Regions from separate parts of the Mus musculus genome. Here region 1 is linked to region 2. A link is a contact called in public promoter capture Hi-C data. All regions are on one chromosome and are shown on one strand. The core of a region is the stretch at or near the end of the contact, and the rest is flanking DNA. Distances in the headings are between cores, read along the strand shown. Region 1 holds the start of Use1 (unconventional SNARE in the ER 1 homolog (S. cerevisiae)). Region 2 holds the start of Smim7 (small integral membrane protein 7).

The links. Promoter capture Hi-C pulls out the DNA fragments that hold promoters and counts their contacts.
Region 1: a contact with region 2 is called in a promoter capture Hi-C map of liver, with 2.6 times the contacts expected there. The contact joins the promoter of Use1 here to the promoter of Smim7 in region 2. A contact is called at or near these places in 3 of 39 promoter capture datasets (erythroid cells, liver and pre-B cells), 2 of 484 Hi-C or Micro-C datasets (B cells and muscle stem cells), 1 of 115 datasets of contacts at active chromatin or transcription factors (astrocytes) and 1 of 9 other capture datasets (liver).

The regions. Positions count from the first base shown.
Region 1 is chr8:71,364,205-71,369,893 of GRCm38.p6, reverse strand. It overlaps Use1 (unconventional SNARE in the ER 1 homolog (S. cerevisiae)), which reads right to left and starts at 2,677. Exons shown (of 8, transcript NM_025917.4): 1 at 2,525-2,677; 2 at 2,201-2,250; 3 at 2,046-2,124; 4 at 1,783-1,935; 5 at 1,332-1,344; 6 at 1,017-1,044; 7 at 591-762; 8 at 162-367. The coding sequence starts at 2,659. The coding sequence ends at 185.
Region 2 is chr8:72,568,024-72,573,383 of GRCm38.p6, reverse strand. Smim7 (small integral membrane protein 7) reads left to right here and starts at 2,336. Exons shown (of 5, transcript NM_172396.3): 1 at 2,336-2,380; 2 at 2,469-2,510; 3 at 3,366-3,418; 4 at 4,438-4,528. The coding sequence starts at 2,355. Tmem38a (transmembrane protein 38A) reads right to left here and starts at 1,561. Exons shown (of 6, transcript NM_144534.2): 1 at 1,157-1,561. The coding sequence starts at 1,280.

The sequences.
Region 1 (5,689 bases), core at 1,428-3,927, 1.2 Mb after region 2:
TATTGTAGGCTGCCCTACGCCTTTGGAGCAGAGTGGCCAGGTGAAGGGCTGTAGGCTGACTTCAGGATAGAGGTGTCCTGGCTGGCACCACCCTGCAGCCCAGGCACCCCCTGCAACACACACACACACACACACACACTGCTAGCACTGAAGACATGTGGGTTGGTGTGCAGGCTTTCTTGTTTTATTTCAGCCTGGGCATGATTCGGATAAACAGGATCATGCTGATGAACACGAAGCACACGACAATGAGCATGGCCCACAGCAGCCAGTTCACTGACTTCTGTGCATGCTGCTCCAATCTCTCCGACTCCAGCTTCAGCTTCTCCAGGTTCTGGTCTGCCATCTTGAGTGAATGTGACAGGGTCTGTGGGAGAAGAAGGGGCTGTGTCAACAAGACTGAGACCCAAGTATGACTTTTCCTGAGTAGCCTGTGCTTCTGGTGCATAGTGTGACCTCGGCCAAGCATGCTCAGCTACCCCCTCCCCCTGGGCTTTAACAAACTCTTGCTCAACCAGCAAAACACCAGTCACAATGCCCCTTTTTTGCAGAGCTTTCTGAGGCAGACAGAGGCAGCAGTGTTACCACACCTGATTGTCCTTCTTGATGACACTCTGGGCAGCCAGTGTGTTGGTCTTGAGGCTGCGGGCCAGGCCTAGCATCTCCTCAGCCAGCTTTTCCTGGAGGCCCTGGTGCCTCTGGAGGACGAGGTCTAGCTCGGATGCTGACTGCCTCTCATCTGCAGGTCTGGACCCCTTCGCACTGCTGACGCCACATTTGTAGGTCCCCAGTAGTGATAGGTAAAGACATCCATGTGGCCCTTTCCCAAGGATCCCAGGGCCCATGGCACCACCCTCAGTTCTACTGGGGACTCAGTTTCCCCTGCTCTTTTACATTCTGGGAACAGCAGCCCCAGAAAGGACTTCCAGCAGGCAGCTGGTCCTTATAGCAGCTCAGGGGCCCCAGCTTCAGCCGCTCATTTCCCTTCCCTGTCACGCTGTGGCTGAAATACTCACGCTCGTTTCCTCATGTCCACCTCACATTCTGGAAGCAAAAGAGGCCAAGAACAAAGAAGATAGCTTTCTTGTTTCCAAACTTCTGACCTTGATCAGCAAAATGCTGTTCTGCCTGTGAACTGCTTTTTGCCCACTCTCCCTGGTCCCAGATCCCTCTCAATGGCCTAGCACTGTGCTGGGAACCATCCTCTTTCTCAGCCTCCCCTCAGGCAAAGATGACCCTGGGACCTCTTCCTGGGCTGGGAAAAATCAAGGGGGATGGGCAGGCATGAGGGCTGTGGGGTGGCAGGAACAGTCATGCTCAGCATGTCTCACCTCCAGATGGTTCCTGTGGGGAGGAGAGAGGAATGAGGCCATGCTCTTTGATATCTTCCCTAAATCTCTCTCTGCTTTGGGCTGACTCATGTAAAGCTGTGGGGCCAACTCTGGGGTTTAACCAGATGTGGTCCATTCTTCTTTGTTTTGCTAATTTTTTTTAAGACAGAGTTTCTCTGTGTAGCCCTGATTACTGGACTTATTCTGTAGAGCAAGCAGGCTGGCTTTGAACTCACAAAGATCTGCCTGCCTCTGCCTCCTCAGTGCTGAGGTTTAAAGACGTGTACTACCACCACCCAGCCAAATTCCTCTTCTTGAGCACAGTGCCTTCCTGGGGAAGCCTTGCCTAAGGCCCACTAGAGTTTGTGGTATTATTCCAGTCTTTCCCCTCTGAAGACTACTCTTTTTGCTATCCAGAGGTTGGTCCCAAGTACAAGGGAGGGAATCGTACCATGCCCAACAGCTCACTCCGCATCTCACTGGTGTAACGTGCCCTAGACTGCAAATGTACAGTCTTGGTGGCAGGCACCCGCTCCTTGGCTGTGGTGGGCACGCGGCCAGGAGCCAGGAACTGGTTAGCTAGAGCTTTTTCAGAGGAGGAGGTCTGAGGAGACATAGGAAGGGGAAGACGAGTTACTGGGGGGCTGTGCCCTGGTCCTAGGGGCTGTGGGGAACTGAGTGAGGCCCGCCTGAGGGATGGGAGGGCAGGCTCACCAACTTCTCGGCCTGCAGCATGCCCTTCAGAAAGTCCACTTTGCGGGAGTACTCGCTGATCACTTCTGAGGCCGGTTTACTGAAAGGCAGCAGGAAAAAGTTAGTCTGCTGCTGTGCCGTCGTAGGAGGTGGTGACTCGGTGCCCCCACACTCACCTTGCTTGAACTTTCAGGGCCTGCAGCATGTCTTCCAGGGCACCCACATACTGGGAGGGAAGGTATGGTGTCAGCCAAGCCAGTGGCCCAAGGCAGGAGCAAACCAGGGAGAGGGGTGGGACCCGGAGAGGAGTCAGAGAGGGGAGGGGACATAAGCGAAGACCTAGAATTGAGAGGGCGTGGCCTGTGCGTGAAGCTGTAGGGAGAAAACTAGGACGTCAGGGGTTACGCACGAGGGGCGTGTCGCCGCGGACCAGAAGGAGCGGAGACAGTGGCCTGTGGAGTTGGTTCGCAGGCCTTTGCGGCGGCGTGGGAATCCCTCACCTTCTCCAGTCGCCACTCGTCCGGTTCTCGTTTTTCTGCCGCCATCGACTCACAGCGACAAAGCAGCCGTACCAGGTTCAACTCCAACCGCGACGTCGCCAGCGGGCGATGATAGGCTCCTTCCGCCTGCGCCATCTTAGAAAAGGGCGGAAGTGCCTGAGTGAGGTCCTTCCCCTCCGAGGTCCGCCCTGCTACGCTTGGGACGGAAGTAGAGTTTTATTTCAAGCCGCAGTTTATTCAAAGATAAATCGTTTTCGTCCCTGTCTCTTTTTAAAATGATGGTCTTGATACCTGGCCTTTTTCGTTTTTTGAAGCAGAGTCTCTGTAGTCCATGTAGGCCCTGAACAGCCGATTATGTCCGGCGAGAATTCGTTGAAAGGACTGGAAAAGCCATTCCTCATCTTCCCTCGCCGGTCATTGCATTCCGCTTGTTCACCTCGCCTCTGCGCGCGCAGTGCACGTGTTTTCTACCTCTGTAGCGGGAACCTTGACCTGGGGTCTCCCCCGACCCTGCTTGATGACGTGTCAGTTGGGCGTTTCCATCTGGCCGGACCTGCTAGTTTCCAGTCCTGGCTGCCAGCATCCTGAGCTTTAATAAATCATGGTCCATGGCCCCCCCTTCCCTAGCTACCAGCAACTCTCTTTCATTTTAGGTTACATGTAGTCGGCTACATGATCGAGGCCCCGAAGGATGGAGAATATTGTACCTCCCGAAGAACTTAGCCAATGAGAAATTCAGGGATCAGGGAATGAATGCCATGAGGATTATAAAACAAGCCAGGATGCCCTGGAGCTGGATTTACCGTGGTTGTGAACCAATATTAGGTTTACCTCTTTCACTCGCATGTAACTTATGAGCATTAGAAATGCTAGACAAGCCGTCTCAGTCCACGTTTTTAGAAAAGATGCCTGTGACTCCGGGGATCTGACACCTCTGATTTCTTCACGTTTCATATGCACACACCAACACACAATTAAACATAACATTTTAACCTGGGCAGGGTGGTGGTAGGGTTTTAATCCTAGCACTCAGGAGAAAGAGGCAGGTGGATCTTTGAGTTTGAGGCCAGCTTGGTCTACAGAGAGAGTTCCAAGACAGCCAGGGCTACACAGAGAAACCCTGTCTCTAAAAAACTATTTAAACCTTAAAAAACAAAAATGATACTGGATCCCCGAGCACTGGAGTTATGGTGACTGTGAGGGCCATGTGATGCTGGTAATTGAATACTGAGCCTTGTTGCTTGTGGTTTGAATCAAAATGAGCCCATAGTAAACCACAGGCAGTGGCCATATTGGAGGAAGTACACCATGGGGTGGGGTGTGCTTTGAGGTCTCAAAAACTAGGCCTACTGGAATACAGTCCTTTTCCTGCTGCCTGCTGATTCAGATATGGACTCCTCAGCTACCTCTGTCTGAGTGTCACCATACTTCCTGACATGACAATGATGGACTAAACTCCTGTGAACCAGCCCCCCCCGCCCCCCAATTTTTCCTTTATAAAAGTTGCCATGGTCATGGTGTCTCTTCCCAGCAATAGAAGCCCTATGTCCTCTGAAAGAACAGTAAGCACTGTTCGGAGCTAGCTCTCACTATACAGCCCTGACTGGCCTCTTTTGAGATTAAAGGCCTGTGCCACACTAGTACCTGCACGCCATCCTGACTACCACACCCACAGAATGTGTCTCCTTTCTAAAGAGGAAAGATGCTGTGTTGTATGTATGTACCATTTTTTTGCTCTTCTGCTCACCTGCTGCTACAACCTGCATTACTTTGGGATTGACCGAAATGGAGTGACATGGAATAAAGAAACAACAGTCACACATACCTAAGACCTGGCATTGGGTGGGATGTCTTACATTTTAAATTTGATTATTTGTGTGTGCATGTGCTCTTGTGTCATACATCACAGTGCACACCTGGGGATTAGAGGACAACTTGTGGAATGGGTTCTCTCCTATTGAGTGGTTGAGCCTATCTGCCACTGCTTGTGACTGGCCTTCATAAGGACCAGAGCATAGCAGGTTTCCTGGGGTCCCATTCACTTCAGAAAATGTGCTATGGAATACTGAGTTCAGGGTCCACAAAGGAGCACTTCTGTGGAGTGACTGATGTGTTTATAAAAAGATAAAGAGAGGAGATATGTTTTGGTGGATGTGTAGTTAGGTATGGAGGAAGGGGGTACCTCCATGGGCCCATGCTGAGGCATCCCTTCCCCCTGAGGGACCATCCACACGATGGTATAGAATAGTTTATTCAATGCATGGGGAGGGTAGTTGAGGCAGAGAAAGGCAGAGAGAGAAAGAGAAAGAGGGAAGGAGGGAGGGGGGAAGAGAGAAGAGAAATAGAGGCTGGCCATGAACATGTAGAGAGAGGGGAGGGGGAAGAGTACAGTGAAGGAGCAAGAAGGCAAGAACAAGAGAAGTGAAGGGGGGAAAGCAGCCCCTTTTATGGCGAGTCAGGCAGGTAACTGTGTGGCAGAGCTTAAGCAGACTCTAGGCTGCCCTGTGGAGGTTCTGTCCAGTTCAGGATAAGGATGACATCAAAAGGTGATTGATGGTGGCACTGGAGTGTTAATGTAACTTTTATTCACCTATGGAATTGTCTTGGAGGCTTATTGCCCATGTCTGCTAACCTAGGCCTAGCCTTGGAAGCTTCTAGCCTCTGTACAATCTAATCTAGGCCTGGAATGTTTTCAGCCTCTGAGACTTGCTGCAGAATATGCTCACCCTTTCTAGTTCTTTCTGACCTCTGACTGGCTGATTTATCTCACCTTTTCTGGCTCCAACTGATTCAAACTGGCCCGTTGTAGCCTCTCCTGAATTGCTCTGCTTTGCCTCAAACTCTAGCAATCTGTTCTAACTTTCTGGTTCCTTCTCATTCCCTGGTTTGTTCTGTCTTCACCTGTGTCTAGCTGTTCTCCGTTCAGTCTGTTCCAGTAAAGCTGCCTCCTCTCTACATTGCTTCCCTTTCCTCTTTTCTCGTGGCATATCCAATTCTGTCAAATCTTTCTCTGATTCATCACTTTGTCACTCTAAATTTTTTTTTAAAGATTTATTTATTTATTTATTATATGTAAGTACACTGTAGCTGTCTTCAGACACTCCAGAAGAGGGAGTCAGATCTCGTGATCGGATGGTTGTGAGCCACCATGTGGTTGCTGGGATT
Region 2 (5,360 bases), core at 1,087-3,586:
CCTGTCCTTCAAATTTGAAGGTTCAGTAGAATAACTAAAACTACAGAAGACAAACACGACACATTTGCTTACACTGAACTTGTAATAAAAATAGAACGCTCCAGGGAGGCATTTATTTATTTATTTATTCATTTATGTAGTCACTTATTTATGTTTGTTTTTGAGATGGTCTGTAGTCACACTGGACAAGAACTCATCAATAGCCCTGGCTGTCCTGGAATTAACTTGCTTTCCTCCTTTCTCTACGTTCTACGTTCTGGGGTTAGAGGCGAGCTACATTTGTCCTCATTAAAGCAGATTTGGAGGAGGGGTGCGGTAGCAGCAAGATGACTCTGCTGGTAAAGGAGCTTGTCTATGAATTTGACCACCAGAGTTTGACCAGTGACCCCCGTAAACTGTCCTCTGACCTCCACACATACCCACAACACAGAGATAAGTAAAAGTAATTAACTTTTTTTTTTTTTAATCAAAGAAGTAGGGTCTATCCTCCTCTGACTCTTGAAAGGAAGCTGACCCAAAGTTGCCCTGTCCTGGAACGGTTTAGGCTCCATAAGTGGGAAGGATCCCAGGCCCGAGCTGGCCCAGCTGGCATGTGAGAAGGGAGGGAAGAAGATGCCAAAAGATGCAGTACAGAGGGGACATGGGTGTCACTTTCCCCCGAACCTGATCGCAGCACCCAGCATGGCCAGTCCTTATATAGTCACCAGGCAGTCAATTCAAGGGCGTTAAGGGAGGTCATGGCAGCTGACGTCCAGAACATCTGACCCTCGCCCAGGCAGGTCCGATCCTTGATTTGGAACCTTCGCCACCATCAATCCCCCTTGCCCAAGATTAAGTTCAGGAATCCTTGCTCTAACCTGACTCTGGCCTTTTCGTTGCCCCCGCCCTCAACCCCAACCCCGCAGCACCTGTCCTCCTAACCGTAAACAAGAGCGCTCCTTTTCTTCCCTCCCACCTCATTTGCAGCCTCCTTTCCACAGCGCCTCTGTCCCCAGGGTTCGCTCCTCCACCTGCGCGAGCGTGGGAGCACTCCACGATCTCAGCCTCTGCCTCCTCCCCCATCCAGCTCCAGGATCTAGCCTGTCTCCTCCTTTCGTCTCCATCATCAAGCTAGGGGCAACCTCCCTCCTGGTAACTCCTACAATCCTCGACTCACCTGGCTCATACTTCAGGTAGATGATGGAGACGATGAAGTAGCTGAGGTCGAAAACAGGGAAGAGCGGCACCCGCGAGAAGCTGAGCGCTAGCTCGCCCAGGCTCAGCGCTGACATCAGGTCCATGGCGATGGAGGGCGCCTCCCCGGCCCCGTGCGTCCCGCGCCCCGCTGCCCGACGAATGCTCCCTCGCCACTGAGCCCGCCCCACTGCCAGGCACCGCCCCCCGCCTGCCCCCACCCCTCGGGAGAGGAGGGGTGGTGGGGGACTCCTAGCAGCCGGGAGCCCAAAATGCGGGGCCGTAGGGACGTCAGAACTCGTTCAACAGAGCCAAAAAGGCGATCTGTCCCCTGCATCCAGCACACACAAGAGGGAATCTTGTCCTTAAACATCTGCGTAGTTAGAATCCTGTCCCTTTTCCATGGGACTAACCAATTCAGGACCCCTATTTCCCTCAAAACCCGCGCCCTCGGAAGATCTCAGCCAAGAATATCATGTTTCATTCCTGAGGATCCAAAGTCAGAACCCCGCCTCCCACAAGGGGACCTCAACCAAACCCTCACGTTCTGTTTGGTTTTGTCTCTCTAAAAGGCTCCACAAGTCAGAACCCTCCTCTTTGTGGACCCCAGCCCAGACTGGATCCACTAAGTTAGGACCCTCCCGCTTCAGGAGGCCCCACAAGTTAAGATCCATCCTCTGTAGACCTTAATCCAGGCCTTATGTTCTGTAAGTCTGTCCGGTCAGGACTCTCATTCTCCGTGGGGTTACTCGAGTCAGACCTGGGAGGTCCGTGGGAGGTACAACTCAGGCAGGAGGTCATCCTGACTCTATGCACTCTGAGCCGGGATCGCAGTTCTCCGTGGGGACCCAAGTGGAGTCCTTTTGGAGTTCAGGCATCTGCCGCGCCCATATCCATATCCAAGCCGTTCACGGGCGGCTCAAGGGTCAAGGGCGCAATTTCTGTAGCCCGGAATCCATAGCCCAACCAACCCCCGAGCGGCATCAACAGCAGGGACCAGCTGTGGCACGTAACACTGAGCATGCGCGCGCGCACCCCAAGCTCCGCCCTGTAGGTGACATCATGCTACATCCTCAGTCGAACCCAACCAATGCTGATTCAGAATTGGTCAGTTCTCGTTCCACTTTCCGCCCCTCATCACGGCTTCCGTTTCCGGTTTGACGGACGCCTTGGGTGTAAGGATGATCGGAGACATACTGCTGTTCGGGTAATATGAATGAGGGGTGTTAGAGGTCGGAGAGTGGCAGTCAGAGGGGTGGGGGTGACCCTTACTGACCGTTACTGTCCCTCCGCAGGACGCTACTGATGAACGCCGGGGCTGTGCTCAACTTTAAACTGTGAGTAGGCCGCGACAGGCGGTGTCCCAGACAGCCAGGCCCTCCCACAGCCAGTCCCCGCCCACACCCTTGGTCACCGCCAGTCCCGCCCTGTGCATGCTCCACGCCCCACTAATCCTACCTCTAGCCACGCCTCCGCGCTGCTTCACCAGGCTCTGACAGTTCTGTATCACTCCAGGATCTTTAAATCTGTACTCTCTAGACCAGGGAACGGCTCAGCGGGCAGAGGCGCTTGCTGCCAAGCCTGACTACTTGAGTCCGATTCCCGGATCCCCCATGGTAGAAATCCTGTTGATTGTCCTTTTGATCTCCACACAACTGCTGCGGGATGGCACACTCATTCTTTTTTTTTTTTTTTTTTTTTTTTTTGGTTTTTCGAGACAGGGTTTCTCTGTGTAGCCCTGGCTATCCTGGAACTCACTCTGTAGACCAGGTTGGCCTCGAACTCAGAAATCCGCCTGCCTCTGCCTCCCAAGTGCTGGGATTAAAGGCGTGCGCCACCACGCCCGGCCCGGCACACTCATTCTTACTTGCAGATTAATATTAAACAAACAAAAAAAAATCTGCACCCTGGGATTGCTTGCATCTCCAAAGAGCCTCATGCTCAGGCTTATCCCTCAAGAATGCCTTTCTGGCTCTTGGACCCACTCTATCCTGTCTGTGGCTGCACACCCAGCTGTGATGGACTAGGCTGGTTGAGAGTGTCTCACAGAGGGTTGTATCACTGCCCCAGGTCACACTGCAAGTCGGGGGCAGAGCTGAAGTTCATGCCCTTCCTAGCTGAGTGTCAGGGTCAGGAAATCCGATGGTGTTTATGTTTCACGGAAAGCTGGAGTTATCTGCTGTTCTTTATAGGAAAAAGAAGGACACACAAGGCTTTGGGGAAGAATCGAAGGAACCCAGCACAGGTAAGCATGTCTTTCTACCTTCAACACTTTAAGTCGATTCCAGGGTGCCTGTTCTCTCTCACCAACCTGCGCTTTCCTCTCTTTTTCCTTTTTATTGTTGAGATGTGGTATTAGAGGGCCATGACTAGCCTTGAATGCCTGCTCCCTCTGCCTCTGCCTCTGCCTCCTAGGTGTTTGAATGACAAGAGTACTCCACCATGCTCTGTTCATCAGCTTTATTGAGTGCGTACCATATTGCCAGCCACTTAGCTGACTGCTCTGTCGGGGTGTGGGTAAAGAAAGTGATCCTGCCCTGTGGGACTCAGCCCAGGGCGATTCAGAGGGTGTTCTGGAGGGATAGTGAAAGTGGGTGTCAGGAAGGTGCTGCTGCCGCTGCCGCTGCTGCTGCTGCTGCCGCTGCTGCCGCTGCCGCTGCTGCCGCCGCCAGCGTGGGTTGATGTGACATGGCAGAGGTCCTTTCCATGACAAGTGTGGATATGATTAGAGTTTTGAGCCAGCCTCAGCCCCAGAGTGAGACCTGGTCTCAAAATCCAATTTACAGAAGCTGCTAAAAGGCCCATCAGGCAAAGGCAGTTGCCACCAAGACTGACTGGGTTCAATTCCCCAGGTTTTACATCGTAGGAGAGAATTGATAGTTTGTCCTCTGACTTAAACATATTCTGCTCTATTTTAAAACAAAAAACCAACAACATTTATTAAAAAAAAAAACAAAAAACAAAAAGCTAAGGAGGTAAACCAGAGCGATGGCAGGTGATGTGTTCTGGTGCGCATGCAGTGCTCTAAGTTCGGCCACAAAGTGTGGAGATGGCAAATTCTCAGTCTAGCCAACCTGGGCCTGGTAACTAGGACCCACGGCTCAGGAAGAACTCTAATTGGACAGACTTGAGCCACGTGCCCATTCTTGCACCATTCAGAGGCATTGGGAATTGGTGCTCCACAAGGATGCATCAGGGGCTGCCACAGATGTTTGGTAGTAGGTTGGGTTACAGCCTCATGAACCATACTTTCTGGCTTTGCAGGAGACAACATCCGAGAGTTTTTACTAAGCCTGAGGTATTTCCGGATCTTCATCGCACTGTGGAATGTGTTCATGATGCTCTGCATGATCGTGTAAGTTTACCTTGCTTGGTGCTCACATTCATTACCTGCTCCTGCCCTTTTCACAGTTTGTCTGTTTATAATGTGGGTCCTGGGGAATCAAACTCAGGTTATCAGGCTTGGCATGGGGCACCTACTGAGCCATCCTATCAGCCCCTAGTTGAAGCTCAAGGGCTATCCCTTCTTCCAAAATAAGAACTCTGGTTACATTGGAGGGTGGTCTCTAAGTCCAATCTGGCCATGTGTCTCCCACCCCTGATGTTGTGTTAACCTGTACTGGATGGCTTCAAAGTCCAACAGACTGCATGTTCCTGCCTTCAAAGCCTTAGTAGAAGCCAGCAGGTAGGATTTACTACTGGCTTCTGTTTTTTACAGCCATTCTCTTTGATTGTTTTGGTGTTTGTTTGTTTGTTTGTTTGTTTGGCAGAGTCTGATTGTAGGTCAGGCTGCCCTCAGACTTCTGATGCCTCTGCCCCAGACCTGTGAGTCCTGAGACACACAAGTGTGACCACTGAAATGGCTTTTATAGTGTGAAGTAGGGATCTGAGTTCATACCTTGGCAGTCAGGCATCAGTGTTAGCATGCCTCTTGGGATTACAGGCATATACCTCAGTGTCCAGCCAACAGGGTTTTTGTTTTTTGTGGTATTATTTTATATGTTTACCTAGGGGTGCACACATGTGATAAAGTATGCTTGTGGAAGGCAGGGAACAATTTTCAGGAGTTGGTTCTCTCCTTCCACCTTGTTGATCCTGTGGATCAAACTGAGACCATTAAGTTTGGCAGCAAGCTCCTTTATTCACTGTGTCACCTTGCCTAGCCAATAGTTATGTTTAAGTGCAGA